3 separate regions of the Mus musculus genome follow, and regions 1 and 3 are each linked to region 2. Evidence: chromatin contacts called from public Hi-C and promoter capture Hi-C data. All regions are on one chromosome and are shown on one strand. Each heading gives the region's core, a stretch centred on a gene start, on an enhancer-like site or on the middle of the called end of the contact. The rest is flanking DNA. Distances are from core to core; before and after follow the strand shown.

Evidence for each region. Promoter capture Hi-C pulls out the DNA fragments that hold promoters and counts their contacts. A called contact is a pair of places that touch in the nucleus more often than the background predicts.
Region 1: a promoter capture Hi-C map of pre-B cells shows a contact between it and region 2. The contact joins the promoter of Bzw1 here to the promoter of Mob4 in region 2. A contact is called at or near these places in 2 of 39 promoter capture datasets (cranial neural crest and pre-B cells).
Region 3: a Hi-C map of rod photoreceptor shows a contact between it and region 2, with 4 times the contacts expected there. The contact joins the promoter of Stat1 here to the promoter of Mob4 in region 2. A contact is called at or near these places in 1 of 39 promoter capture datasets (pre-B cells) and 1 of 484 Hi-C or Micro-C datasets (rod photoreceptor).

What each region holds. Positions count from the first base shown.
Region 1 is chr1:58,390,732-58,395,455 of GRCm38.p6, forward strand. It overlaps Bzw1 (basic leucine zipper and W2 domains 1), which reads left to right and starts at 2,167. Exons shown (of 12, transcript NM_025824.4): 1 at 2,167-2,485; 2 at 3,471-3,544. The coding sequence starts at 3,481. Gm39644 (a long non-coding RNA gene) reads right to left here and starts at 1,812. Exons shown (of 3, transcript XR_003947828.1): 1 at 1,725-1,812.
Region 2 is chr1:55,129,361-55,133,645 of GRCm38.p6, forward strand. It overlaps Mob4 (MOB family member 4, phocein), which reads left to right and starts at 1,885. Exons shown (of 8, transcript NM_025283.3): 1 at 1,885-1,999. The coding sequence starts at 1,940.
Region 3 is chr1:52,118,015-52,122,593 of GRCm38.p6, forward strand. Stat1 (signal transducer and activator of transcription 1) reads left to right here and starts at 1,424. Exons shown (of 25, transcript NM_009283.4): 1 at 1,424-1,609; 2 at 1,898-2,058; 3 at 4,577-4,579.

The sequences.
Region 1 (4,724 bases), core at 917-3,416, 3.3 Mb after region 2:
GGCTGGTGAGATGGCTCAGCAGGTAAGAGCACCCGACTGCTCTTCCGAAGGTCTGGAGTTCAAATCCCAGCAACCACATGGTGGCTCACAACCATCTGTAACGAGATCTGACTCCTTCTTCTGGAGTGTCTGAAGACAGCTACAGTGTACTTACATATAATAAATAATAAATAAATCTTAAAAAATGTTTAAAAAAAAAAAGCGTGCACCACGGCTGGAGCTTGAGTGTATGGCTTGTATGGCTAGTTACCTTGCTCCACAGACCCTTCCTTCATTTCCCATGTGCTGATTACAGGTGGGCTGCCATAAACACTTAGCTTTTATGTGGTATTTGAGAATTAGAACTTGAGTCCTCATACTGTGTTGCAAACATTTTACATAGAGTCATCTCCCAAGCCGAGTTTTAAGGTCCTGACTCCTTATTGGATGTGATAAAGCCACCAATGGTATAAGAAGGTGGAAAGCAGTGTTCCTGTGGTTTTTCATGAAAACCCAGGAACTCAGACACTGATGAGAAGGGCCTGAGTTACATTTAGAAAGATCACCCTGGAAATGTAAAGAAAGACACAGTGCAACAAGGAAGGCTCATTTAGTCACGGGAACAGAAATCCCAATTAACTGGGCTTGGTGACTGATGTCTCTAATGCCAGTACCTGGAAAGCTGATACAGGAGGATTGCCAGGTCAAGGCCAGCCTGGGCTACTTAGCAAGACCCTGTCTCAAAAATACAAAGGCAGGGTGTAAATCAGGACTGTACTGGAGAGGAGACCGAATTGGGAAATGTGGCCAATGCGGAGGGAAGCTTTATGAGTAACGGGTTTGGCTATTCACCGTTTTTTGTGTCTCTAGCTCAGCTCAGTGTGTGACCTGGCAGTTTATTATATTGGTGGACCAGGCCGCTGGGGGGCCGTTCACTGGCAAGTTAACTGACCTATATGCCTTCTTTTCCCAACAAGACTAACAAGTGTCAAAGTCATAGGGCAGTTTCAAGGACTCAACGCAGTTAAGTGCTTAGGAGAATGTCTGCTACACACATACTACACAAACATGGCTTTTTAATTAGTGAAATACTGTACCCTTAACACATCAGAAACAAACATAACGTGGGGGACGTGGTAGTCTATCATGCAGAGTATGAAATAAGACTTCCAAGAGAAATGCCAACGGACTCAGGGTTAGAGGATAAAGGTAGGGGAACTTAGAGCCCTGATTCCCATCATTTCCCACTATGCTCCACGGCCTGGCCTTCCTAGGTCCCACCAAAGTTCAGTCCTATGGGCCACCAGTACCTCCAAGAAGTTAGGCTGTTGCTGCTAGGCTATTTTCCCACCGCTGCTCCTTCAGCGCTCCGACCTACCAACTTGAACGGAAAAGAATTGACAGCCAAGATCCAACAAACAGCGGCTTAAAGCCTTAGAGGCAAATCCGAAACTCCAAATACAGTATATGTTAAATGCCAGTGAACAGAAGTGCCTTCCATGTACGAGTAAGAAAGATTAAAGGTTTGAGTACAGGGACGGTGGATGTCAGAAATACCCCTGGCTCTCCTAGAATTCACTCTGTAGACCAGGCTGGCCTCGATCTGGAACACGCGAGAGAGAGAGAGAGAGAGAGAGAGAGAGAGAGAGAGAGAGCGAGAGCGAGAGCGAGAAGTTGGTACATGGAAAGGGATTTTAAGGACAAATCCCGGTGTTTGGGGGATGGCGGATGAAAAGGGCACAAACCGGATGCGGGCAGTTTTATCTGTTGTCCCGGAGAATACACCTTCTGAAGGTCCTTATCTCGGGAGACTTTGTGATAAAGGCACATTCTTGAGTCCTGCACCAGAAGCAATTATAAACCCTGCGGGTGGGGGCCTCGCAATCTGGTTTTAACAAATTCCCAGTCCACCGCAGTCAGGGGACGAGCACCCCTTGCAAGGCGTGGTGACAGGCCGAGGTCAGACTTGCCCTCAGCACACCGCATCGCAGAGCAGGGAGGCCGGGCTGCAGTCCTCACCCAGGCAGAACCCTACAGACGCCCCGGCCTCTGCGCCCGCCGCCCAGCATTCCCCCTACCCCCGGGCTCCAGCTTCCGGAGGAGGGGTCTGGGCTGGACCGGGACGGACTGGTCCAACTCGCGGCCGTTGAGGGGCCGCTTCCCACTCCCATCCCCGCCCGGAGAGGGGGAGGCCGGCCGCTGCGGCGGAGGAAGGGGGACGGGCTACCCTGGTACAAGAGTCAGGGCAGCCTGGGGCTTTAGGGTGGGACAGAGACGCCTACCACCGCGGTGTTAGCCGGTGCCCCCGAGCTGCAACCCCGCGGCCTTCGGCAGGGGGGAGTGCGAACTGGCGCAGGGTAGAAATCTCGCGATAGCAGGCCTCCGGGGCGGGGGTGGCGCCTCTTCCTCCCCTCCTGCTCGCGTTAGTTCCGGTCGCAGAGGAGACAGCGCCGCAGTTGCCGCCAGCTCGGGGATTTCTGGCTCTTTTCTCTTCGCCTTAAATTCGGTGAGGCGAGCGCGGCGCAGCGCCGGGGAAGAGCGGCGCGCCGTGGCCCGGAGGAGGAGGAGGGTGGCGGCGCGGTTCGGAGGGGCCGGCGGGACCCGGGGCCTGGATCCGTGGCCCGGGCCGCCGCTCTGGAGGGCGGGCGAGGCCGCGGGGCGCCGGGGTGGCGGCGCGCCCCCGTGTGCGCCCCGGCCGGCCTGGGTAACAAAGCCGCCGCGGCCTCTGTTGGGTGATGTACGCGTGGGGAGTTCGGCGGGCGGGGCGCAGCCGCCGCCACCACCGCCGCGGCCGCCGCCTCCGCCGCTGCTTTCGCGGGAGGGCGGGCGGATGTACGGGGCGGCGGGGGCCCCGGCGCGCAGCGCCTCGGCGCCTGTGGTCCGCTCGGCGCGGCGGCCACCACCGCAGGCGACAGGGTCGGTGGAGAAGGGCCTGCGGCGCTCCGGGGCCCGCCGCCCGAGCCCCGAGAGGCGGGAGGCACGGGAAAGGGTGTGGATGTGGAGACACGTGCCCGGGGAGGAGGAGGCGGCTGGGGCTGTAGCGTTTGCGGCCAGCTCTCAGTTTTGCATCTTGGAAGGGTGCAAGCGGGCTCTGCGGCTCTCGGCGCCACTTTGGAATGAGGGCAGCGCTGATGCGGTTCAGGGCCTTTGACAGATAGCTCGTGACCGCGACAGTCCTCTAAGTTCGGGTTACTTAGAAAAAGTGGGAGATGCAAAGAACGGTGTAGGAGAGACTGAGTAGTTAGGTTTGTGGTAGGCCATTTGCCACCAGACAGGGTGATAGTAAAATGCTTTATCAAGGTGTAGTTCCAGCACTTACATCAAGGGGTTCCTGGAGAGGGAAACTTACCTGCACCCTCTCTATTGCCTGTTAACTGAAAGCGTCTTGGGCTTGCTTTAATTGTAATTTTGATTTAAGGTTTGATACTTGGTTTAAGAAGTTAATATTACTGGCACGGGTGTTTTTAAGGCCTTCTTTCTCCTTTTTCTAGGGTGTCTTTTATGAATAATCAAAAGCAGCAAAAACCAACGCTATCAGGCCAGCGTTTTAAAACCAGAAAAAGAGGTAACTATTTATTTGTAACTCACCCTCAAGCTTTCAGACATATCTTGGTTTCTCTCACAGTCAGGTAGCTGCATGTTACTAACCCGAAAATAATAGAAACTTGATTTTCTCTTTAACTTCTATTTCAGATTAACTGCTCCCTTAGTGTTTCTCTGCTTTCTCAAATTTCTTTCTTTCTTTTCTTTTCTTTTCTTTTTTTTTTTTTAGTGGCTAAAACCTGTGACTTTAAGCTCATAGTTTAAAGAAGAATTTGAACAAAGAGGGCTAATAGAAGGGGGGGGGCACTCCTAAAGTCCCTGATTTCACCTAGACTTTGTGGAGATATGTGAAAGTGACTCATTTATAGAGTGTCTCACATGGCATAGGTCTGGGAAAAGAGTGTGGGTAGAAATCAGATTTCAACTTAAAGAATTATAGAATGAGATTCACATTAATTTTTTTTTTTTTTAAGGTTTAGCAGAGTCTTAGATTGTAGCTCAGGATGGCCTCCAAATGCTAGGATTAAAGGCCTGAGCTCCTGGCAATCTGGGGATTGAATCTAGTACTCCTATCAGAGGCTCGCAGATCTCCTCTGAGTTTCAGGATAGCCAGGACTACACAAAGAAACCCTGTCTTTAAAAAACCAACACCAACAAAAGTTTTTTGTTTTTTTTTCGAGATTCTCTGTATAGCCCTGGATGTCCTGGAACTCACTTTGTAGACCAGGCTGTCCTTGAACTCAGAAATGAATTCTGCCTGCTTCTGCATCCCAAGTGCTGGGATTAAAGGTGTGCACTGCCACCACCACCCAGCAACAAAAAAAAGTTTAAATGGTATTCTTTGAAAACTGGCATTGGCCGGGCATGGTGGCATACATCTTTAATTCTTGCAGTTGGAGAGGCCAGTAAATAGAGGTCTAGTTAGTGAATTCCAGGCCAGCTAGGGCTACATAGGGCTGCTTCAAAAAGATGAAGCACACATTAACCTGTTGAGTAGTTTTGAGGAAATGGAGAATGGGCTAACTACTGGTTTTAAGGTTGTTTCTGGTTTTCTACCTTTCATAGAAAGTTTGACACAGATGACAGCATCTTTGTATATTCTCCATAGTCTGTCCCCCGGTTGTGTATTCCAGCCTTTGGTAGGTATAGTTTTAGCCAATAGATTTTCTTAAACTAAAGCAGTTTATCAATAATGAAGGAAA
Region 2 (4,285 bases), core at 635-3,134:
GTCATATGCATTCAGACACATTGCTCCTCTGTTGCTACGACAAAGCAATGACCAACACCAACTTAGGAGAGGAAAAGGTTTATTTCCTATTACACTTCTAGGTAACAATTCGTCACTGAGGAAGGGCTGGGCAGGAACTTAAGGTGGGAACCTGGAGGGAAGAACTGAAGCAGAGGCCATGAATGAACAGTGCTTACTGGCCACTGGTCTGTTTCCCAGGGTTTGTCAGTTTGCCCAGGGGTGGTATTACCCACAGTGGGCTGAGCCCCCCACATCAGTAATTAATAATGATAGGGCTCCCTAGGCATATCCATAGGCCAATCTGAATAAGGGAATTCCTCCGTTCATTCTTACTATTGTTGTTGTTTAAGGATAAGGTCTCACTACATACTCCTGGCTGGCCTTGAACTCTCTTTGTAGACCAGGCATACTCTGAACTCACAGAGATCAGCCTGTATCTGCCTCCTGAGTGCTGGGATTAAAGGCGCCACTCTGCCCCGCCGCAGCTCTTATGTTGGAACACTTGGTGTTCAGCTTGAGATTCGATTTGGAGGTTGTGTAATTCTAACCATGGCCCAGCTCTGAGAAGTGGCTCACTTTGGGCGGGTCTTGATGCAGATACCAGCTTCTGCCTCCAGCTTAAGACCTCTGTTTCTGAACCCCATGCTCTTGAAGTTATAAAGAGCACTTACCCAGTGTCCACAACTTCCTCACCAGGTGTCCCATGGTACTATAAACCAAAACAAACTTTTCTTGTTTGGAAAAAAAAAAGATTCTGGTAAAAATGCTGTGTTTTTTTTCTTATTTTGGGAAAGATTGAGAGAAGATTTAAGTCTTGCTCTGTAGCCCTGCCTGGCCTGGAACTCTCTATGTAGCCCATGCTGGCTTTGAATTCTAAACAATTCTTTTAACTGTTTTGCTTATTTACTTGCTTATTTATTTAATGTGTGTAAGCTTTTTACCTGCATGCGCCCAAGGGATTCAGAAAAAGGTGTGGGATCACCTGGGTTGGATTACACATGAACCCCTAAGCCTGGCCGGGCATGCCGTGTACTCCGTTGGTCCCAGCACTCAAAACAAATCTCTTAAATTCAAGGAACATCAGGGAGACGCTGTCTCCAAAAAAAGAAAACACAAAACCAAAACAACAACAAAAGAAAACACACAAAAAACATCACACTTAAAAACACGAGAAACTTGGAATTTTGTTAAGATACAGAATTCATAAAAGCCATCAAGGGCTATTCATTTCCTCCTGCTTCCGACTTGCAAAAATGTGAGTTTATTTTAACTCTAACACACAATAACAGATGTGCGCTTTCTATCTCATGATGGGCATTTTTTTTTTTAATTTAGCATTGAGTCTTTTATCTACGGAAACCAACTTGTCATTGAAAGAGTCCTTGGCTTTTCAGTAAGAGGACCCTAGAAGCAAGATTTATCAGTACCTCCTGTCTTCCCTTTAACCGACCCAGCCAATCTGATTCTAGATTGGGTTAATCCATGAAGATTCTATAAAAATTTACCAGATTATCTGGGGTGGAGAATTATGTTCTCATTTCGCTTTTCTGAGATGGTCACTATTGTGCAAACTGCCCTTCCAGTCTATAGACAGCTGAAGGACAAACACCCACAAGTGACGCAGGCTTGGGTCACCTGCACCACAGACCTTGGAAGCGGCTCTCTACCCCAGCTTCCGGTCGCATCTTCCTTTTCGGCCTCGGCGGAGCTCCGCCGGCTGTTCATTCTGTGCTCCTCCCTCCGCCGGAGCCGCGGGCTCGGCACTCTTCCCATGGTGCTCCGCGCGGGCGGCGGCTGTTCCGCAGGCTGCCGCCCCTCCCCGCCGCCGCAGCGCTGAGCCCCGCCGTGCCCCGCCCCCCGCGCAAGCTGCCGGCCCCCACATCCGGGTACCGACGCCAGCCGCCCAGACTCTGGCACTATGGTCATGGCGGAGGGGACGGCAGTGCTGAGGCGGAACAGGCCAGGCACCAAGGCGCAGGTATCGTCCCTACGGCTTTCCTGTCACAGAGTTGGCGGGGCCGAGCCGGGGCTCTCCTGCTGGCGGGACTCCGTCTAGGAGAGGCCAGGGCGAGCGGGTGGGGGCCGTGGCCGCGGTGGCTGGCCTGCGCTTCCGGAGCCGCGGCCCCGGAGGCAGCCGAGCCGGCGCCGGCCGCCCTGGAGGCCTGCTAGACGCAGGACCCCGCTGTGTTCGCCGAGGCCCGGGGCTGACGCTTGTCACCAGCGGCTGCTGCTGCGCTGCCTGCTGTGAGTGGCAGCTGACGGCGCCCGGGTGTGGGGTGGGCCAGCTGGGGACCAGGGGGCTGTCCCCGCGTCGGGACCGCCGGCGTCGAGGGCTGTAAACACTGCCCACCTCACCGGGAGCAAGCTTGGCCGGTGACGTACCTGCCGGTCGGCTCCATCCAGTTGGTCTAGCCGGATGCAGGTGGCACTAGTTTGCGTTATCCTCCTGTTGTTTGTCTTTGCCACCACTCCCTTCGGCTTCCCTGCAGCTGTTCTCTGGTCCAGCAAGTTTTCGGCACCAGGTTGTGACTTGTTACATGTCATTCCTTGCGTATATTCATGCTAATGCGCGTGGACAATAGTCGGAATGAACTGATTATATACATCAAAATAATAGTAGGGCACTATGGGGAGTAAATTGGTGCTTCTTAGGACTTGCAAACCAGGGATGCTTCACAGTAAAAAAGAACAGAAAAGAACGGAAAAGACCCCCCCCCCAAAAAAAAAAACCACCCACGTTGACATTCAAACTTGATAGGATTAATCAGCCTTTGGAAATGGGTTGAGTCGTTGAGTAGAAGTTCTAAAATCAAAAGAGATATGTTTAAAATGTAATTTTAGCAGGCTGTGTTCTTGTTGCTGCCCAGCCTGCTGCCTCTTACCGTGTACTGAGTAAACTTTTTCTGTTAAAATGTAATTTTTAGGGTCAAGTGGAAATCAAAATACTTAATGCTACTGAGTTTTAGAGAGTTACTGTTTTTCTTTTCTTTCTTTTGTCTTTCTTCTTTCTCTCTTCTCTCTCTTCTCTCTCTCTCTCTCTCTCTCTCTCTCAAGGGTTTCCCTGTGTAGCCTTGACTTTCCTGGAAGTAGCTCTGTAGACTAGGTTGGCCTCGAACTCCGAGATCCACCTGCCTCCCCCATACACACACATCCAATTTAGAGACTTGCTATTTATTATGGATTTTGAAGGTTCTCAAAGTCAGGCTACCCTCGAATTATACTATATAGTTGAAGGTGACCTTGGACTCTGTTTGCCGAAACTCTGGGGGCTAGACTTACAATACATACCACCATTCAGGGCTTATACAGTGTTGGGGAATGACACCTATCAATTGAGCTACATCTCTAGCCCTAGAGAATTGCTTTTGAGTCAAAAACCATTGAGTCATGAGCTGTCAGTTTGCCTTGATTGGGTTGGAAATTTGTATACTATGTATACTTTCTACTATTTAACAACTCTTCTTTCTAAGGGTTCTTGTTTTCAGATAACTATTATTGTGCATAGGCAACATTTTTTCTAATTTTTAAGTGATGGCTTCCTTTAAAAACAATTCTTGGGATTACATCCAGGACTTTTCCTGTGGTAAATTAAGAGTGCACAATTTATTTTAAGCATGTACTCATGGCTCAGCTATATCCTTAGATGAAAAATTTTTAACTTTGAAAAATTGTTCAGACTAAACACTGCAATATGTCCCTTTGCTGTGTTGTTATGAGTAAGTCATGTGCAGACTTTTTCATTTTCCCACTTTATGACAAGGTTAAATAAAATGTAATAGAAGAGAATTAAAAGAAAAAACTGCTTTTTAACCAACCTTTTCTGTTTATCACATAACTTTTTTTCACTAAAATAGGCCTGTTCCAAAACGCTGTATATTGTGTTACTATGTTACACATGAGTAGTATGTGGCATAGCTCCTGCTGTGGGGTGGGGAGGGATTGTCTCATGTATCCCAGGCTGGCTAGTCTGGAACGGAGAGGGAAGGGCCTGAGAGTGACTTCTCATCCTACCTCCATTTCCTGAGTGCCAGAGTCAGGCATGTGCTGTAGAACATTTAAAAGTGAGACCAGAACATAGACACTAGTTGGGTGGCTTTTAGCATCTATTGACTGAATTAAATGAGCACATGTATTTGTCTCTTTGTTTATAAATGTGGCCTGGACCTCACAGAGCCACCTGCTTCTGCCTCCCTGGGACTGTGATTATAGGCATGTGTCATCACCACCGGGTGAGTGAGAGCATTAGGCTGGATTTTACTTTTTT
Region 3 (4,579 bases), core at 174-2,673, 3.0 Mb before region 2:
AGCACCCAATTGATCCTAGATTTTAACATGAGTTAGTGACTCCTCAAAGAATTTGAGAATACAGATGTTGGCTTAGAGGACTTTTCAAAGAGAACACTGCTGGTGAGAAGATTGAGTTTGGGGAAAGAGTTTTGCTTATTCAAAGAATAAAAATGCTGTACTAAGCAATGAAAACAGAGTAGCACAAGCTGAGATTAAAGAAAGTGATAGGGGAACATGGCTTTAGAGAATATATTGAGAAATTTGAATTGTCTAAGACCAAGCAAGAAAAGCCATCATGAAATTTTTAGATTGGCATGACATGATCAGCATTGCAATTAGATTTAAAAAAAAATCACCCAAATGAGTGTATGGCAGATAAATTAAAAGGGAGTGAAAAGCCAAAGTCAAGCAGTCACCAGAAAAGCCACAGCAATGATCCAGGTAAGAGGACGGGGTGGTGGAAGAGGTAGAAACAGGAGCTAGACCAACCGAGGCTCGAGGACCAAGTGTCCGGGACTAAATGGGCAACGTCTATGGCTTGGCCCTCATCCGTTCCAGACTAAGACGGGGTATGAGGAGGAACCTGTGTTTTGAGTACAGTTGGTTTACAGACTCAGTAGATATCCAAGGACAGGGTAACTGTGACACTTGGAAGAAAGCAGTGGGTGTGTATACATCTAGGAGTGCTCCAGGACATGGAAGTTACAGGGACAGTCATCAAAGGCACAACGGGAGAAGGGTAGATAAGAGACTCACATTCTGGTTTAGTAGTTTAATAATGGAGATGGGGGACAGAGGGATGTCCTGCGAGAAAGGAAGAAGCAAAGAGGTCCTGTCATCATGATGGCTAAGCGGGACAAAAGTTTCGGTAATGGAGGTGTCAATTGTGTAAAGCTTTATTTTTCTTAAACATATTAGTTAGAATTATTTATTTTATTTCATGACATTTTTGTTTTGCTTGCGTGTATGTGTACTTCTTGCAGGCTTGGTTGACGTCAGTGGAGGTCCGAAGAGGGCACTAGACTCCTGGAACTGGAGTTGGGAACCATTACGCAGGCACTGCAAATCCAAGCCCTGTCCTCTGCAAGAGCAAGTTCTCTGTAGCTGCTGAGTTAAAGGCAAGTATTGAATGTTTTCAAATTGGTAAATTAAGCTCCCTGGCTTTAGTAGCGTGAAGGTTAATCTCTAGTCCCCAATTCTGAATCCCGCAGTGATGCGCCTACTTAATGCAGGATCTCCAAGACTGAGCTTGCGCAAGCCTATAGTTTCCAACCTTGTAAACACAACCCCCTGTCTGCGGTTTGCACCGCACAGCGGCGCCCCAAGTTTCGCACGCCGGGTAGGGAGCGCGCGGACCAGGAAGGCCAAGCAGCCGAGGGGGGGGGGACGGTGCGCTGATGGAACAGCCGGCCAATCTCTGCCGCTGATTGGCTGAGGCGGAAGGAGGCGGGACGCCCTCTAGCCTTTTTTCCTGCCCGGTACTTTCGGTTTTCAGCGCCGAGTCTGTCAAAGCTCCCTGGAGACCTCCGGGACCGCGCCCCTCAGACCCACTTGGGACACTGCTGAGCGGCGCAGAGAGATTTGCCCAGACTCGAGCTCCTGCGTGCAGTGAGTGAGTGAGAGCCAGGTGCGGATCCGGGTGCGGGTGCGGGTGGAAGTGGGGCGCCCTCTCCTCGGACCTGGGGTCTGCTGCCCACAGGTGACCTGTCATCCCGCAGAGAGAACGCCAGGAGCCGGATCGCTTGCCCAACTCTTGGCGCTGCTTGGCTCTCTTATCCTGCCGTTCTCACTTCTAGGGTAAAATGACTTGTGCAATAGACATTTCTCCCGGAAGACACTGCACCTTCCCGCTTAACCTTTGCTCGCCTTGCCTCCAGCCCCTTTCCACCACTGTAACATTTTCTTCTTTTTGCAGTCGTTTCAGCTCTGCTCCATACCCTGAGCCGGCGCCACGCCGCCGCGCATGCAACTGGCATATAACTTGCTGTGTGTGGTGATTGCTTGTGTTGAATCCCGAACCTGCACCCGGAGACAGCCCAGTAAGTCTACGTGGGAACGGAAGCATTTGGAATCTCAGTATGTATCAGCCCTTACCGGTTTTCTGAAACTTAAAGGTGGTATTTAGGTTCCGCAGAACCACTAATGGTATAATCACTATCTAAAATACTCCCGAACACTACCTAAAAGTTTAGGGATAGGTGAATGGATGGGTGAAGATTGCTTTTATCTGGCAGGAATGACTTGAGCCCTGATTGATCAATGAGGACTCAGACTTGTAGGTTCATCATGGGGTTTGCCTTTTGCTTTCCTACGCCTTCTGATACATACAAGGTTTCAGCGGAACAAACGGTTCTGTGCTCAGTAACACTTAGGCTATATGCCCGGCGCTGTAGGGTCCAGAGGACGCTGATAGCAAAATATATCCCCTCAGAGGCTCTGATGCGTGCAGACAGCAAGCTTCCTGTGGAAAGTTCATGCGCTAAAAACCGTGCAAATGGCAGCCTGGTACAGGCCAAAGAAAGTTATGTGTGGGAGGGATAGACAGTTTTAGGAAGAAGTACCATCTATACGGAATTCTGCTAGATTGTTGGAAACAATGTGGTCTGTGCAGAACGGGCTAGACCGGGAGGATAGAATGTTTGTTGGAGGCATGAAAACAGGAAAGAGCCAACTCCAGACTCTGAGCCAGGTGTTTAAGGACTGTCTTGCCAGTCTCAGGTTTACAGACATGCCACAGTGGTGGGCTGGAGTCCTTTCCAATGGTATTTGAAATGGCGGCTTGCTTTGTAGTGTAGACATTTCCTTATTATCCTTTGAAGGGGCATTTGTGCAGCAGACATGACTTCATTCCTGCACATGAGTGTTTGAAAACAAGTATTTATCCATACAGTCCCATATGCTCCATCAGAGTACAGACCTTTCCTCAGAGGTCTGGCGCTACTACAGTCTCCCACTCTGAATTGTGGTGGTGCCATTGTGTAGTGGTGTGTATCCCGTTACATGATTGTCACAGGTAACTTGTTTCTATCTCAAGACTTCCTTAATTTAGGGATTGCTATAATTTTTAACCTTTAGGATTACAATATAAAAACTGACTTCATGTTTATCTGACGAGACAAATATTACTTTATTCTTTCAAATGGCATTTGGCAATGCTGTATGAAAAAAAAAGACATTTCTTTTTCTGAGCCAGTGACTCACTGTGTAGCCTCAGAAGCGCTCAGTATTCATCTCAGGCTGACCTTGAACTTGTGGCCTTCTTGCCTCAGCTTTCCCAAGTGCTATGAGTTCAGGTGTGGTCTTGAACATGGCTTACTGCAGGTAGTTCTAGCTGTGCAAGTATGAGAACCTGAATTTGGATCACCAACATTCAAAAGAAAAAAGGCAGGTATAGTGACATGCCTCTGTGACTTCAGTGTTGGGGAGCACAGAGTTTGCTGGCGAGCTTGTCTCAAAAAAATAAACTGGAGAAAAGATTGAGGCTGATATCCTGATACTAACTTTGACCTCGACATGTGTCTGCCTGTACAACAAACATAAAACACATTAAAAAAATCACTATTGAGATTTGGGACTTCTTTGTGCCAGATTTATTGTTTACTGGAGGCACAAAAGAAAAACTATTTCTTTTAAAATGTGTTTAGCAAAAATACTTTATGAATCATAACTATAAAATGTCACCTTAATCGAAAGAGATGGTTCAGTGGGTAGAAGGTCTTGCTGCCACACTGGAGGACTTGATCTTGTTCCTAGGACTCCCAGGTGGAAGGAGGAAACCTGCTCCTGCAGGCCATCCTCTGACCTCCACGTATGTGGTGGGGCACATGTGTACACATACCCAAGCGCACATACAATAGGTAAAATGGAATAGTCATAAAATACCAGCTTTCCAATGCACTATAACTTGCAGATAAAGCTTTAGGAAGTGCTTGTGAGCTATCTTAATTCTAATAACTACTTGCTTGATTAAAAAAGTATCAATTTGTTCTTAGAATAATATTTACTGGATACCTAATTTGTCCGTGACATTGTTCCATCTCCCTTTCTTCAGACAAAAAAAAAAAAAAAAAAAAAAAAGAGAGAGAGATAAGAAGGTACAAGAGGGAATGTGTGATGGGTCAGGGTGATAAATACACTGGAGAAAATCATATCGGAAAAGGGGAGTGTTTTCTAAGGCAGAGATGGTTAGCATGGAAATAAACTACCAGAGTATCTGCCTAGACATTTGAGTAAACACCTGAGGGTATATTTTCTGTAGAAGGAAAAAAAAAAAAAAGGTGATTCCAAAACTCAACAAAAATATTGGGTATGGATACGATTCAGGTAATGCTTTTCAGAAACCAACAGGATGGAGGTTCTCAACCTGTGGGTCACGACCTCCGTGACAAGGCTCTAGCCTCGAAAATATTTACATTACAACTCATAAAACGGCAGTTATGAAGTAGCCCCGAGAGTAATTTAATGGTTGGGCTCCCCACAGCATGAGGAGCTGTACTGACGGGTCCGGGTGTCAGGAAGGTTGAGAGGCACTGGGAGAGAGAGAGGCTTCGTCTGGAGCTGCAGCTATCCGTTCACACGCATGTTCTTTCTGCAGAGG